Linked DNA regions of Hordeum vulgare: region 1 is linked to region 2. Evidence: chromatin contacts called from public Hi-C data. All regions are on one chromosome and are shown on one strand. Each heading gives the region's core, a stretch centred on a gene start, on an enhancer-like site or on the middle of the called end of the contact. The rest is flanking DNA. Distances are from core to core; before and after follow the strand shown.

Region 1 (6,857 bases), core at 586-3,085, 150 kb before region 2:
CCTAATTAGGTTATACAAATATCCTAGTACATCTATTATTAACAAGATATCTTCACAGTTCAGAACCAACGCATTATTGGCTTCCATGATGGACTATATGCCTTCAAGTTTTCAACATGGTCAGTTGAAATGTGCACAAATGATATAAGTACGATATAGACAGGATGGGATAGCTCAAAATCTCAAATGATCAATTTCCAGTGATTCCAATTTCCATTAAGAATTAATAGTCAGAAAACTTTGTGGCTAAATGGCAAAGAACACATAAAACTACATAGGAGGAATCCATACAAGGATGGAATACATTTTTAACTTATACAACAAATTTAATATACACATACCTCCGTCTGCAATCAGAAATAGCCATCCACCAAACAGATGAAAAACAAGATAAGTCATGTCAGATGGATAAACTGGAGTAACAAACGGATGATAAAAGTATACAGTGAGCAATGACCATGCATAAGCTCTAAGCTGTGTTAAGAAGTATTAGATGCACATCAGGTCTTTACTCTTTAAGCTAGATTACGCACGGCTTATTTACTTGTAAGTATGATGCATAGCTTTAAGCAAGGAATTTTTTTAACAAATTCTGAACTTCTCTTATAAATTTTATTAATCTACTAAATACAGTAGCTACTAACCCGGATCAAATAGCTGGGGCCTGCACAAGAGAAGGTAGTGTACGCATGCTTGTCTCAGTTGAATAAAAGACTTCATTTTTAATAATGGATTCCGGAGACAATTCTTAGTGCTTCAAATCATTCAGTTATCTGAATTAACAGTACAAAAAAGGATGACAGTAATTGGAAGGATAAAGCAACACTTGTTCTAAGGACAATAAGCTGATTGGTTCCAGGCAGTTGTGGGGTCTCATCAGTCACCAAGCTGAACAAGGGACTTTTTAGTTGGGACTAAAAAAAGTCCTGGGACTTCTGAAACAAACAGGGCCTAAGACTAAACCAAGGTGCCAAACAGAGCTGGCAGCAACATATTAAACCAGCGAGGGGCCTACCGAACTCCCAAAGCACTAATCCATTCCCAATTAGTTGAGAAAAGCTGCCACATGACTAAATAGGCACGCACCTCTCTGTACTTCTGCAGATAAACCTTGAGGGGCTCGATGTACTCCTCAAACCCGAGCGTGGCCATCGCCCAGAGCAGGTCGTCGCCGTTGATGGTCTTGCGCTTCTCCCTCTGGCACTTGTCGCTGGCCCTGCAGTACCAGTACAGGCAGAACAATATACAAGGACAGGTCAGCAGCAGACGACACCTGGTTCATTCGGGCAGGCGGAACAGAGCAGGGGGGGCACTCACTCGCTGGTGATGAAGGAGATGAACTCGGAGACGCACTCCTGCACGGTCTCCTTGGCGTCCTTGGCGATCTTGCCGTTGGCCGGGATGGCCTTCTTCATGATGCGGCTGATGTTGGCGATGGGCAGGAACCTGTCCTGCTCCCTGACGCCGCCATATCCGCCGCCGCCGCCGTCGTCGCTGCCCACCCCTCCCCCTCCTCCCCCGTTCCCGCCGCCCGGGGGGCTCGCCGGCGCGTCCGACATCCGGCCCTCCTCCTGCAGCACAACAGCCCCGCCAGATCCATCAGCGCGCCGGCGCGCCAAACCCTAGCTGGCCCCCGTCTTGCAGAGGAGCGCGCGGGAGGGGAGGAGGGGGAGGGAGGCGTACCTTATATAGACGAGCGCGTGGAGTGAAGGTGGTGGAGGGGGGGAATGGAGGTGCGGTGAGGGCGGCGAGTGGGGGGAGATCCGACGCTGGAGAAGAGAAGGCGGCGCAGGCGGGTGCGATTCGTTTGGGGGCGGGGCGTCCACTATCCGGGCCGTTCGTCGGAGCGCTATAAATAGCCGCCCGCGGGGCCGAGGGTGCGGGATGGCCGGCGCGCCGTGGGCCCGGTGCAGGACGGGATGCACTTGGCACATGGTGTTTTCCACGTGTTGAGAGGTGGTGTGATTCTTTATTCGTCGAGGGTTTATGCGTGATTTGTTGGAGAAGCTTTACACTCAACCGGCTGGAAAACGCGCCGCTTCGAGCGTGCCTCGCGCTCCTTGGGCCCCACCCACCGCTTCATCCGGTCACCTTTTTTTTCTTCGTTAGAAATTTTGCTCCGTATGTAGTCCACTAATATATAGACATATTTTAGTATGTAGACATATTTTAGAGTGTACATTCAATCATTTTGTTCTATATGTAGTCCACTAGTGAAATCTCTACAAAGACTTATATTTAGGAACGGAGGGAGTAGAAATTTCTCGGTCACATGTCTTGTCTCCTGAGCCGACCCATCTACTATCTTCTGTCTCTCCTTTATCTTTCATCTTCACGAATACGTCACCACCTTCTAATCTCATAGCCCTTGCTGTAAATAGGAAGAAACAAATTGGACACAAGCCACCGGGCACCGTTGTTGCAAGGGGAAACGAGGGACCACACATGTTGCAAGGCTGTTAGCCCGCGCTTGCTAGTGCGTTTGTCGCCCACCACAATGATGCAAGGATCGTGGTCGGCGTTGCAAAGGGTAGCTGTCACCTGTTGTCGATGCTCTCATGGATGGCACGAATTTAGTTGACGTTTCTGAAACATCATCGATGTCGCGGTTGCAACATCGCAAGGATGTTACCAAGCTGAAGGCGACCGTTACATGGTCCATGTAGCGTTTGCAACATGATCGAAGCAACTCTGTCAAGGAATTGTCGTAGCATTTTCAATGATGAAGATGGTAAGTATGGAGTGTCAAACCTACAAGGAGCTACAATTGAGATGAATATTCTCTCAGGTCCTATCTGCCATTTATACAACCCTACGTACATCGAGTGTTTCTTTATCTAGAAACACACACAAAAACTACGTTACAGGTATAAAGAGGTAGCTTTGCAAGATAACAAAGACGTAAACATAAAAAATTGGGTTTCCAGCTCAAGTTAGGAGCATGTCTCCTTGTTGGTTTCCATGTGCATTTGTGCAACCACTCCTTTATCTTGACCACTGAATTGTAAACATCTTCGGATGCAGACTGTTCGATCAGATTCACCGGGGTGTGGTTATTTCCCCTCCCATATAAATGCAACGTCGCCCCCTTTTGTTTTTCGGTTGTACACTTCATCTCTTCCATCGAACCCCTCACCACTGAAGCTCCACCTCGAGCTCGACAATGCCAACCAACTTCGTCGCTTCGCTATCAGAAAGGGGTCGTCAGAGTCATTAAACGCCGTCGTGGTCCATCTATCTCGTTACGCCGTCGTAGTCGTTGCACGTCACCAAGTTAGGGTACATGCATCTTGAACTCGTGCTTCTCTCATTATTGTTTGAGTTCATCCATCGTAATTTCTCGTGATTTCATCATACTTTTCAGATCTGCTATCCTTAGGTAAAATTATTGGATGCGGTTTGTAGTTATTCCTCGCACCGATTCTTTAGATCTATGGTTTGGTTTATGTCTCCACCAAATGCAAAGCATAATGTTTATCCTAGTGAATCTATTCGGGCGCACTAGTTTTAAATTTATGGTTTTCATTCGACCAAAACATTTGTCGTGCACACTCGTAACTCTACCCACAGTTTCCCTTGCATCTATCTTTATTCACAGGAAAATGAGCTTTGTCGAAGATTCTCCTCGGCTTATGGGTCAAAGGGACAAAGGTGATGATATTATGCTCGGAACTACAAACGAGTCAAAAGCAACAAATGTGCATGGCCCAATGGTGGGCCCATCAACTTATAAACAGAAGAGAAAGACTCAATATTATGATCAAAATGATGAAGAAAATGCTCCGATGAAAAAATGGGGTGGTCGCCAACCCTATAGCAATACGACTCAGTATATCTCCCATGACAAATATAACACAGTCGAAGGAAAAGACAGCCAGCGAAAATATAGGGGCATTCAATGGATTCGACGCCTCTGGGTTAATAAGTGGTTCAACTATGAGTTCATTCACCCTCGATATGCCGAGAACTTCGTGTTCCATCCACCATGGAGTGACTGTCGCGCTATTTCATTGCTGAAGAAGAATGGTCATGAAGTACGACCTCCTCCTCTGAATTCTGATGCTTCACAACTTCTAACGCCATCTTCCTTTCTCAATGAGTTGGCTAAGCGCACACGCAATGCTGAAATTCAGGCCGCGAGAAAGCAAAAAGAGGTTGCTCACAAACATGAAAATTGTCTGCTCATGGAAGAAGATATCTAAAAGAAAAAGGTTGCTGGTATGAATGAAAGATGCTCTAAGTGAAAACAAGACAAGAATGGGTTTGGCTCTTTGAAAAAGAAGCCCACCCCCAAGTGTATCATCATCCACAATACTATCGGATTCATTGACATGACAAGAATGGGTTTGGATCTTCGAAGAAGAAGCCTGCCCCCAAATGTATCATCATCCACAATAAAGAAAAAGGTTTCAATATTATAAGGAGTATCATTGTCTTCCTAATCATAACTATCATGACAAGTATTAGGCATAACAAAATCATCAAGTGTATCATCATCCACAATACTATCGGATTCATTCTCAACAATGATAGGAGAAACATTATTTGGGAGAGATACCTTTTTACCTCTACTTTTTATTCTTCTTCACCATGTCATGTGTGGGATTGGTCAATTTTTATAAGCTTTTTATTGATGAGATTGATTGGATAGGAAGCTCCTTCCTGTCACCTGTTTCATCACGAGAGACAATAGGAGGGAAAGTGGAAATCTTTACCCTTTCATTAGTATTCGTTTTATATTCTATTGCTTATCTCTCCTTTCTATAGTTGGCAATATAACCATTCTCATTGCAATTTACTATGCAAAACATATAGATTTTTTGTAGATTAGTTTCAGTATAGTCCGTAAATAGGAATGCTTCAAACCAACTATTTTTGTCTGACAATTATTCACACCCCAAAAATAAACAAAGTTCATTATAATGTTCAAGGGTGATCAAGTTATTACAATATTTGGTCATGATTCGATCATGAAAAAGTATGCATTGGAAATTAAGATGACCAACCCTATTGCAAAGTTCATAAGTAATGGGATGAAGAGAGCATAATTTTAGCAAATTCATCCATCACTTTAAATCGCCAATTGGTTTTATCATGTTTATGCTTCTTACAAAATCTATCATCCCTATAAAGCATGTTTTCACAAACTTTATGCACTCCACAAAAATTGGCATGCTTATAAGAAACATTTTTGTCATGACTGGTGCAATCATCATTAGTATTATTTATATTCATAGAATTCACCAAGAACATTGAAATCATGATTATAATTCAAGGCTTTAATGCCAAAAAAATTTATTGAATTCTTCTTCTAACACTTTGGCACAATTTTCTGATCCATCATTATCAAGAAAGACATCATAAAGATAAAGCATTTGGTGCAACTTAATTTACATTTTTATAGTTTTCTTTGATAAACCAAATTAATGATAAACAAGAAATTAAAAGATTCAATTGCAAGATCTAAATATATACCTTCAAGCACTCACCTCCTCGGCAATGGCGCCAGAAAAGAGCTTGATGTCTACTACACAAATTTATTCTTATAGACGTTATGGGCCCCCAAGTGCAGAGTTTTGTAGGACAACACCAAATTTCCCTCAAGTGGATGACATAAGGTTTATCAGTACACATGAATTGTAGGATGAAGATGGTATCTCTCAAACAACCCTGCAATCAGTACAATGAATCTCTTGTGCGCCCAACACACCCAATACAATGGCAAATTGCATAGGTGCACTAGTTGAGCAAAGAGATAATGATACAAGTGTAGTATGGTTAGTAGAAATAGTTTTTTATATCTGAATAAATAAAAACAACAAGGTAACTACTCACACATCATCGAAGGTGCAAAAAGGTTGAGGTAGAAGCCCTCCATGATTGATTCCCTCTCTGGCAGAGTACCGGTAGAGGCTTCTAGATAGGATCATAGAAGAACAAAGGCTTGCGGCGGCAGAATAATTGTTTTGGGTCATGCTCTGGTGGTTTTGGTATTTTAGGGATCTTATAGAAGTGGATGTAGGGCAAACAGAGTTACGAGGGGCCTAGAAGCTCAAGTGGCATGCCCCCTGGAGGCTTTCTGTTTGAGCTTGTGGCTCTCTTGTACATCTTCTGGTCTCCTCCTGATGCTTCCACGGTCCCTTCTGGTCCAGAAAAGTTGTCGTAAAGTTTCATCGCGTCTAGACTTTGTTCGATATTGCTTTTATGTGAAACAATAAAATAGGCAAAAACAAGAATTGACACTTGGCACTAGGTTAATAGGTTAGTTCACAAAAATGATATTAAATTGTGTATAAAACATACAAGATTGGTAATATAATAGCATGAAACAATAAAAAATTTATAGATACGTTAGAGACGTATCAAATGTCTCCCTGTCACAAAGAGATGTCGATAAAGATTTGTTAAGGTTTACACATTTTTAAATTCTTTATCATGGGAGGCATCCACAACAAAGTATTTTAGTTGCTACCCTAATCCATAGGTCTCCTGTTGGTTGAAATCAGCTCGATAAGATTTCTTCACTTACTCGCAAATATCATCAGCTTTGAAAGATCTGAATTTATGTTGGGGATCAGGGTAGCACTAGTGGTCAAAAGATCAAGTACCTTTTCACTAAAGATGGATTCTATTTCATGTAGCTGATTATCAAGTGTTACACAAAATCCTTCCACCCAAAAACAATGTGTAAGGGCATATTTCGACCCCGGTAGTTTTGGTGATTGATGACGACACTTTTGTGGACTAATCGTGTGCAATAAGCCTTTAAGGTATTTCCTCGGTTTGCACAAAGACGATTCTAGCCCCTTGGTGTTTTGATGTGAAGACGGTTTTCGCTCTTATGCTTCGTTATCGGT
Region 2 (6,765 bases), core at 3,799-6,298:
AGAAGCAGACCACGGTCGAGGAAACAGTCCATTAGGCGCGACTACAGTCCGGCGACCAACGTGAGTATTGTCGGTGCCAGCTTCACAAGGAAGCTCACCCCTCCACATGCCTAAACCAGACTTCTGAAACTCATGACTTATCAACGTATAGAACTCCATCGTAGGGCCTAAACCTGTGCCTACTTCTTCTGCATATTCTACTTCAAGCAGTGCATTACTCTTAGCATAGGACCGCATCATTTTCACGGCTGAAGCCAGTATATCATCACGATCAACTTTGAACTTTTTCCGTGAAAAGGATGAAGCTCTTTCTGTTGCTACATTGCTACCACTTGTCTCGATCATATGACCACGTTGCATTGATGAAGAACCAAATGCTGTCAGTTGGAAATACTTCCATCTTGCCTCGAAGGAAAATAAGAAAGGGCATGCAGACATCAGTTCAGTGCACCATAAAGGCAGACAGCGAGACCTTAAAACCAAGGGATCATGCATTTGTTGCTCCAGTTTATCTGTCAATTTAGCGCTAACAAACTCCTGCAGTGGAACTGAAGAAACAGAAGGCTTCAGATCATCAAGGTCAGTTATCCTTCCTTGAGCAAAAGCATGGTTTCTCTCATTAGACACGAGGTGAAACGAGTATCGGTTCAATCCTTCTAAAACTTTCAGCATAAACAATATGTCATATGATGGACTTGATCTATCAAGTCTGCAGGGAATCTTGCCAAGCAACAAGCTGCTAAAGAAGGGGAGTGTTTGCCACATTAAACCAGTTTTACTGTCATTTGTTGACAATGCTGCAATGGACAGATTCTTAGGGGAATCATCGTTTTCTGGATTTGCAGCTGTTCGAAATGTTATGTCGTGCACAGTACGCCAAAATTGGGTGTCCAAAATTACATCAGCCCCCGCATTGATCTGATCTTGCAGGACTGATTGATATAGAGTAACAGATCGGTCAAGCTCTTTTCCTTTCAGGCTAAATACCAGTTTTGGCTGTAAAGCACAATCAGTCCCGGTCGACGTCTTCTTTTCTGGTTGACCTCCAGCTGCACATTCATTATGGTATTAAGGTTATCAGAACAAGAGACAGGTTGCAAATCAGGGAATAACGACCACACACACTCACCGGAAGATGGTGACCCTTTCTTCGAGCATGGTTCTGCAGAAGAATTTTGATTTTCCCTGGTGATACCCTGAAAGGGAGCCACTCTAGTCTTAAAACACGGACACCTAGAAGTATGAACTGTGATATGCTGTGCATTTATTGAATTTTTTTTTAAGTATCAGTGGGTATGTATGAAATAATTGTCAGACCATGTACTATGGCAGTAAAGGAAAGCTATAAATATAAGCAAGTAGTACTCAACCAAAGAGCCTATTCATATTTCAATATATATCCCAATTCTTTCATGTTTCTCAAGATTGCAAACAGAATAATACCTCTGATGAAGGAGAAGATTCCGGGCTGGAATCTCTTTCCTGGGGATCATCTTCAGCATATTTGCTCTCGAAAGCAACACTACTAGGTGACGACTCAGTATTCTGATCACTTGTGCCTGTGCTGACTTTGGGCCACAAGAATTGTTCAATAGAATCCAAGGAAGAAGAGATTTCCAAATTCACAGCATTATCATAGCTTGATAATTTTGTATCATCTTCATCCTTCTTGAAACATACTCGGATACATGGACTAATTGTTGAGTGACGAATAGGGATATCAGAAACATTGCTCCTTGGCTTGAAATTGTGACTCATTATCACTGGGAAGTTGTCAAGAGAAGTAAGCGCATTCTGCAGTTTCCTTACAAGTAATGTCAAGAGCATATCACCCCAACCTTGCTCCATTCTTGAAAAACAAATCCGTGCAAATGACTGAAATCTTTTCAGCACAGCGCAAAAATGGTCAGCATTGTAATCTTTAAGATTGTCATCCACCTGGAGGTATTTGCCGTTAGACAGGTAATTTAACAAAGATTTGACCAGTCCACTCTCAAGGAATTCAAACGTCGTCATTGTTTCTCCTCCGTGAAGCTCCATCAACACCTCACTCAGAATGGTAGACAAGTGTTCTTCATTTTGAAGACTGTCTTGGTTTAATGACTTGTCAGCAGAGTCATTCAGAACTGCACAGCAAGTTTTGAGCTTCTGCAATATCTCTGTCAACCCCATCTCCGAATTCACTGCTTCAGCTGTAAAGTAAGTTGTCTTCACATGCCTCGCAAAATTAGGAAGGTTCCCCTGCCCAATCCTACAAGCCCTTGTTTCGGTAGACTCAGATATGCGGGAATCAAATGCATAGCAGAAACATGTAGGTTTATTTCTCATAACAGGTTGGTTCTCTAACTGTTGAGTGTCATCAGAGAGAGGAGGACTAGACTTTGAGCAATCCTCTTGCATAAGAAGAGCCTCTACTGCATAGACAACGCCTTCTTTGATAAAAGATCCAAGGTAAGCATCTGGAAGCTTTTGCATGAGAATCTCAATAATCTTCAGTGATGAGATTAGCACATGATGATCCTTCCGGGACAATAAACCAGCCAAGAAGCTGACACATAAATCACAGAAGTGACATATTCGTTAAGACTCGGCAAATTAGCACAAGTTCAGTGAAAATGTCTATTGATTGTTATGCAGAATGCAGCTCTTCGTTTGCAGGTCATGCTTACCTTGATATGTTTGTTTCCTTGAGCAACTCTTGAAGCATTTCAGGTTTACTGAAGTAACAGATGTTATTTACAATTGAAGAACAGCCATAGCAAATGTATGAGTTTGCACCAGAGTTGACTGCCTGCACAAAACAACACTCATTTCATATTTCAGAGCACGAGCAACATTATGAGTCGTTAGTTAATTATTATGAACAGACCTTGATCAAGATTGGAAGAACGTCAGCAGAGAACTGACACAAGAACCCTGGTTCATCTACTAATATTTTTTCTTTCGCGAGTACTATATAGGTGTCCTCAACATCTCTTGCCGCAGAAGGAATAAGCTGGATTGCTAATTTCAGAGCTTCATTAACCTGATTGGATGAAGAATTAAATTATCAAATCACTAGATGACAGCTAGTGTGAACTTCAGGGCTGCATGTTGGTGTAGAAAGAAGGATCAAGGGATGTGATCAGACAAGTTCTACCATTATGGTTACTTATTTACTGATCAGTGCAGATACTATTTCGCTTGTTTAGAAGAGGAAAGTAGTGTTTACAACAAAAGTTAAGTCACAAAGACATGATAAGATAAATTCACAATAATGGCAACGTAGCTTATAAGATTTCTAGTAAATACACTGATCAAATCAGCTTAGTGCATGTGTTACTACTGACTAGTAACTGCAGTCTGCTCATGTAGGTTATGGACCACCTGATGCCGACATTACCAAAAGCAAAACTATAGAGATATGGCCTGGCAGTAAAGAAGCTATTAAGCAAACAACCTGGTTATTTTGGTTTTCCGAAGGCAGGTATGGCATCCCATGGGAGAGATCTGAACTGACCAAAATCCCCCTTATGGTGCTACCAACATTCAACTCAAAGAGAGACTTCACTGCCACAAGTGAATTACAGGCTAGCTTAGCCAGGAGCCCGATCAAGTTCTGCAATCACACCAAACCACGATCAACTCCCTCAATACATACCAAGGATAAATATAGAATGTCTAGGGGGAGCATACACTGCAAGTTGATGGGTTAAGGGAAGTGAGTCCGCTGGCATTGATCAAAGGAAGGACCTTCTCTACCAGGCCCTGGTGACATAGCTGGTCAAGAAGCTCCACTGAACCACTGAAAGAGTCTACAATGCTTATCAGGCAAGTTGCAACCTTTTCCACAACCTGTGATATTATATCACCTGAAACATTAGCAGAGCACTATGTACATGCCTAACACAAGCAAGCTCGGATAAATTAGTGGGCAACAATACCATCTTGTCCTCAGACTGCAGTAAATTACACAGCATTGGGGTCGAGTCCATGACAAACTGGGAGCAATCTGCAGGGACCTTCTTGCAGGCATTTGCAACAGCTGAGACAGCAACCCTCTGAACCATGCAAGCACGCATCCAGTTAGAGAATGCAGTAGAATTTCAGCAGCAAAGATGGAGTTGCTGCAATTCTAACCTGAATACTTGCAGCGAAGAAGTCAATGTATGTGAGCACGGCGGTTATCATGCCAGCCTGCAAGCACTGCGCGGGCTGCCTCAGCGATATCTTCTCGAACGCCTGCAAGCACTGCTCATACAGAAAGAAGCGTGGCTGATCACATAAAAAGCGGCTTGATTCAGGTCAATGTGATGGTCTGGCTGGGTTTGCAGAGCGGCCCCGTTACCTGCTCCGCCACATCAAGGTACTCGATCGCGAGGAGGCGGGAGCAGAGCACGGGGAGCAGGCCGTGGCGGACGACGGCGTCGGCGGCGCGCGGCATGGCGTCGCAGAGGTAGGTGATGGCGCGCACGGCGAGCAGCATCTCGTCGGGGCTGGCGACGTCGGCGCCGGCCAGGCGCACGAGCGCCCGCGCGGCGGACTCGACGGGGAAGTAGCCCCCGGCGTCCTCGGTGCAGAAGGAGAGCGCCTCGCAGAGCTCCGTGAGCGACGCGAGCAGCGCGCCTCCCCCGGCGCCCTCCGAGGCGACGGCCGCCACCATCCGTCGGAACTTGCTGGCCCCGGGGCCCGACCCCCCGTCCCCGTCCGACTCGCACGACGACCCCCCGTCGCCGTCGTCTCCGTCCACATCGGCATCGCCATCGGCATCGCCATCGCCTTCGGCGGGGTGGCCAGACGACGAGGTGTCCATGTCGGAGGCGGCCTGCTCCGGCGGCGCGGCGGCGGCGGAGGTGGAGGGCTCGGCGGTGCAGGGGCGCTTATCGGCGGGGGGCTCGGCCTCGCCGGAGCCCCCGGGGTCGGAGTCGGGGCGCTTCCGGCAGCGATCCATCGGCGCTTACCTGAGACAGACTCCTCGGCCAGCACAGCACCAGTCCTCGCTGCCAGCAACACGATCGATCGGAGGGGGGGTGGAATCGGGGGGATACGGGAGACGTGCGGGGTGGGGGTGGGGGTGGGGTGGAGTTTTTAGCCTGGTTTACCCCTTCTTCTCTATCTGCGCGATGGATCGGGTTTAAAATCCGGGAGATTTTTAACCGATTTGGTGCGGTTTGTGGGGGAGATTCCGCGTGTTTATCTGGGACTGGGACTGGGACTGGGACTGGGAGTTGGGGTGCTCTGCACCGGCACCGCCATTGTGTGCGGGAGGAGGGGGGGGGGGGGGGGGGGGGGGGTGGGTGGAGGGCGAGGGCGAGGGCAGTAATGGAAGGAACGGCGCGGCCTGGCCTGGACTTGCGGTTTGGGGTTTGCTTTTGGACTTTTGGTGTAGCGCCGGTGTCGTCCATTGGCGGGGGCGAGGCTTACCTGGGAAGGCACTGCCCGTGCGTCCTTTGTTAATTGCGGGTTACGTGGAGGGCGGATGGATAAGGACGGCGTCTCATTTTGTTTTCTGTTTTTTTTAGCCGATCTGATTTGTTTTTTTACACCCTGTTTGAAACCATCCAGATTATATAATCTAGTTTTGATAATCTAATATGTCTTCAAACAGGATAAACTATGGTATAGATTATAAAAAACTAGATAGACAGATTATTAAAAACTCATAATCTACTCTATACCAACCAAATTCAGATTATGGATTGCTAATGATCCATTACCCTTGTAAAGTTGGAGATAATTACATTCCTACCACCATCACCCTTCTCTTTTTAAAAAAAAACAGAGGACAGACAAGTCATTATGTAATGTAAAACCTGCATGGCAATTATAAAATTTGGCCTCCAAATATGTCCACCTAGATTATTTTTATAAACCAGATTATATAATTTATCTTCATATTTCAGATTATTATAATCTATTGTGGTTCCAAACATGACCTTAAAAGGAGATTTCATTAGAGCATCTCTAGCCGCTATATAGGTCGGCCGCAAACATGACCCGAACATGTACCATATATCCAGCCGGCTCGTAAAAAGTTTTACGACGAGCTTTAAAAAAGGAAACAATGTGGTTCAACCGACCGATTTCCACCCCATCATCCGCCCACTGTTCCACGCGACGACGTGTCTTGCATTGGGCCACCAACCACTATAGCAAGTGGTTTCTTTTTCCTCATCCCCGCAAGCAAATGGATTTTTTGTAGGGTACACCACTGGTGTATCAAGCTTTATAGAAGGCAGGAAATATGCATAAGAGATTACAAGCAGCTAGTTAACGATCACACACTGATCATAACCAGCATAACCCCCCCGCCTCCTCCTCCACTCATACGACAAACTACTCAGCTAATGGAGTGACTCCAAAAGCTCCACTCTGGCCCAAGAACGCAATTCATCGAAGATTAGGTCGGTCATGCCCCAGCCATTCTTAATTTGGTTCCTGCCAAACACCCTACCATTGTGTTGCTTCCAAATGGTCCAACACATGAGTATGACAAAGGTGTCAAAACTTCTACGCGTAGGCTTGGTGATAGCTTCCTGGCCGTCAACCACCATTTAACCAAGGTGTCGTGTGGGAGTGGTACATAAAGACCCGCAAGACCCATCCTGATGAAACTAATGTGCCAAACTTGCCGAGCAAAAATGCACTGCACGTGGATGTGTTCAACTGCATCCTCCTCCTGGTCGCACAAATAACACGGGGAGTTGTGTTCTTCCAAACCATGGCGGACCCTTCTATCAGCAGTCCACAAGCAGTGTTGTACTGCCAGCCACATTAAGATCTTGC

The links. A called contact is a pair of places that touch in the nucleus more often than the background predicts.
Region 1: a Hi-C map of leaf shows a contact between it and region 2, with 2.9 times the contacts expected there. The contact joins the promoter of LOC123445230 here to the promoter of LOC123445215 in region 2. A contact is called at or near these places in 4 of 6 Hi-C or Micro-C datasets (leaf, seedling and an unstated tissue) and 1 of 1 datasets of contacts at active chromatin or transcription factors (embryo).

What each region holds. Positions count from the first base shown.
Region 1 is chr1H:460,225,555-460,232,411 of MorexV3_pseudomolecules_assembly, reverse strand. It overlaps LOC123445230 (nuclear transcription factor Y subunit B-3-like), which reads right to left and starts at 1,835. Exons shown (of 7, transcript XM_045122202.1): 1 at 1,684-1,835; 2 at 1,318-1,571; 3 at 1,087-1,216; 4 at 342-347. The coding sequence starts at 1,559.
Region 2 is chr1H:460,075,109-460,081,873 of MorexV3_pseudomolecules_assembly, reverse strand. It overlaps LOC123445215 (E3 ubiquitin-protein ligase UPL4), which reads right to left and starts at 5,048. Exons shown (of 17, transcript XM_045122176.1): 1 at 4,328-5,048; 2 at 4,120-4,230; 3 at 3,924-4,040; 4 at 3,676-3,834; 5 at 3,440-3,598; 6 at 2,870-3,025; 7 at 2,670-2,791; 8 at 1,444-2,548; 9 at 1,130-1,196; 10 at 1-1,049. The coding sequence starts at 4,930.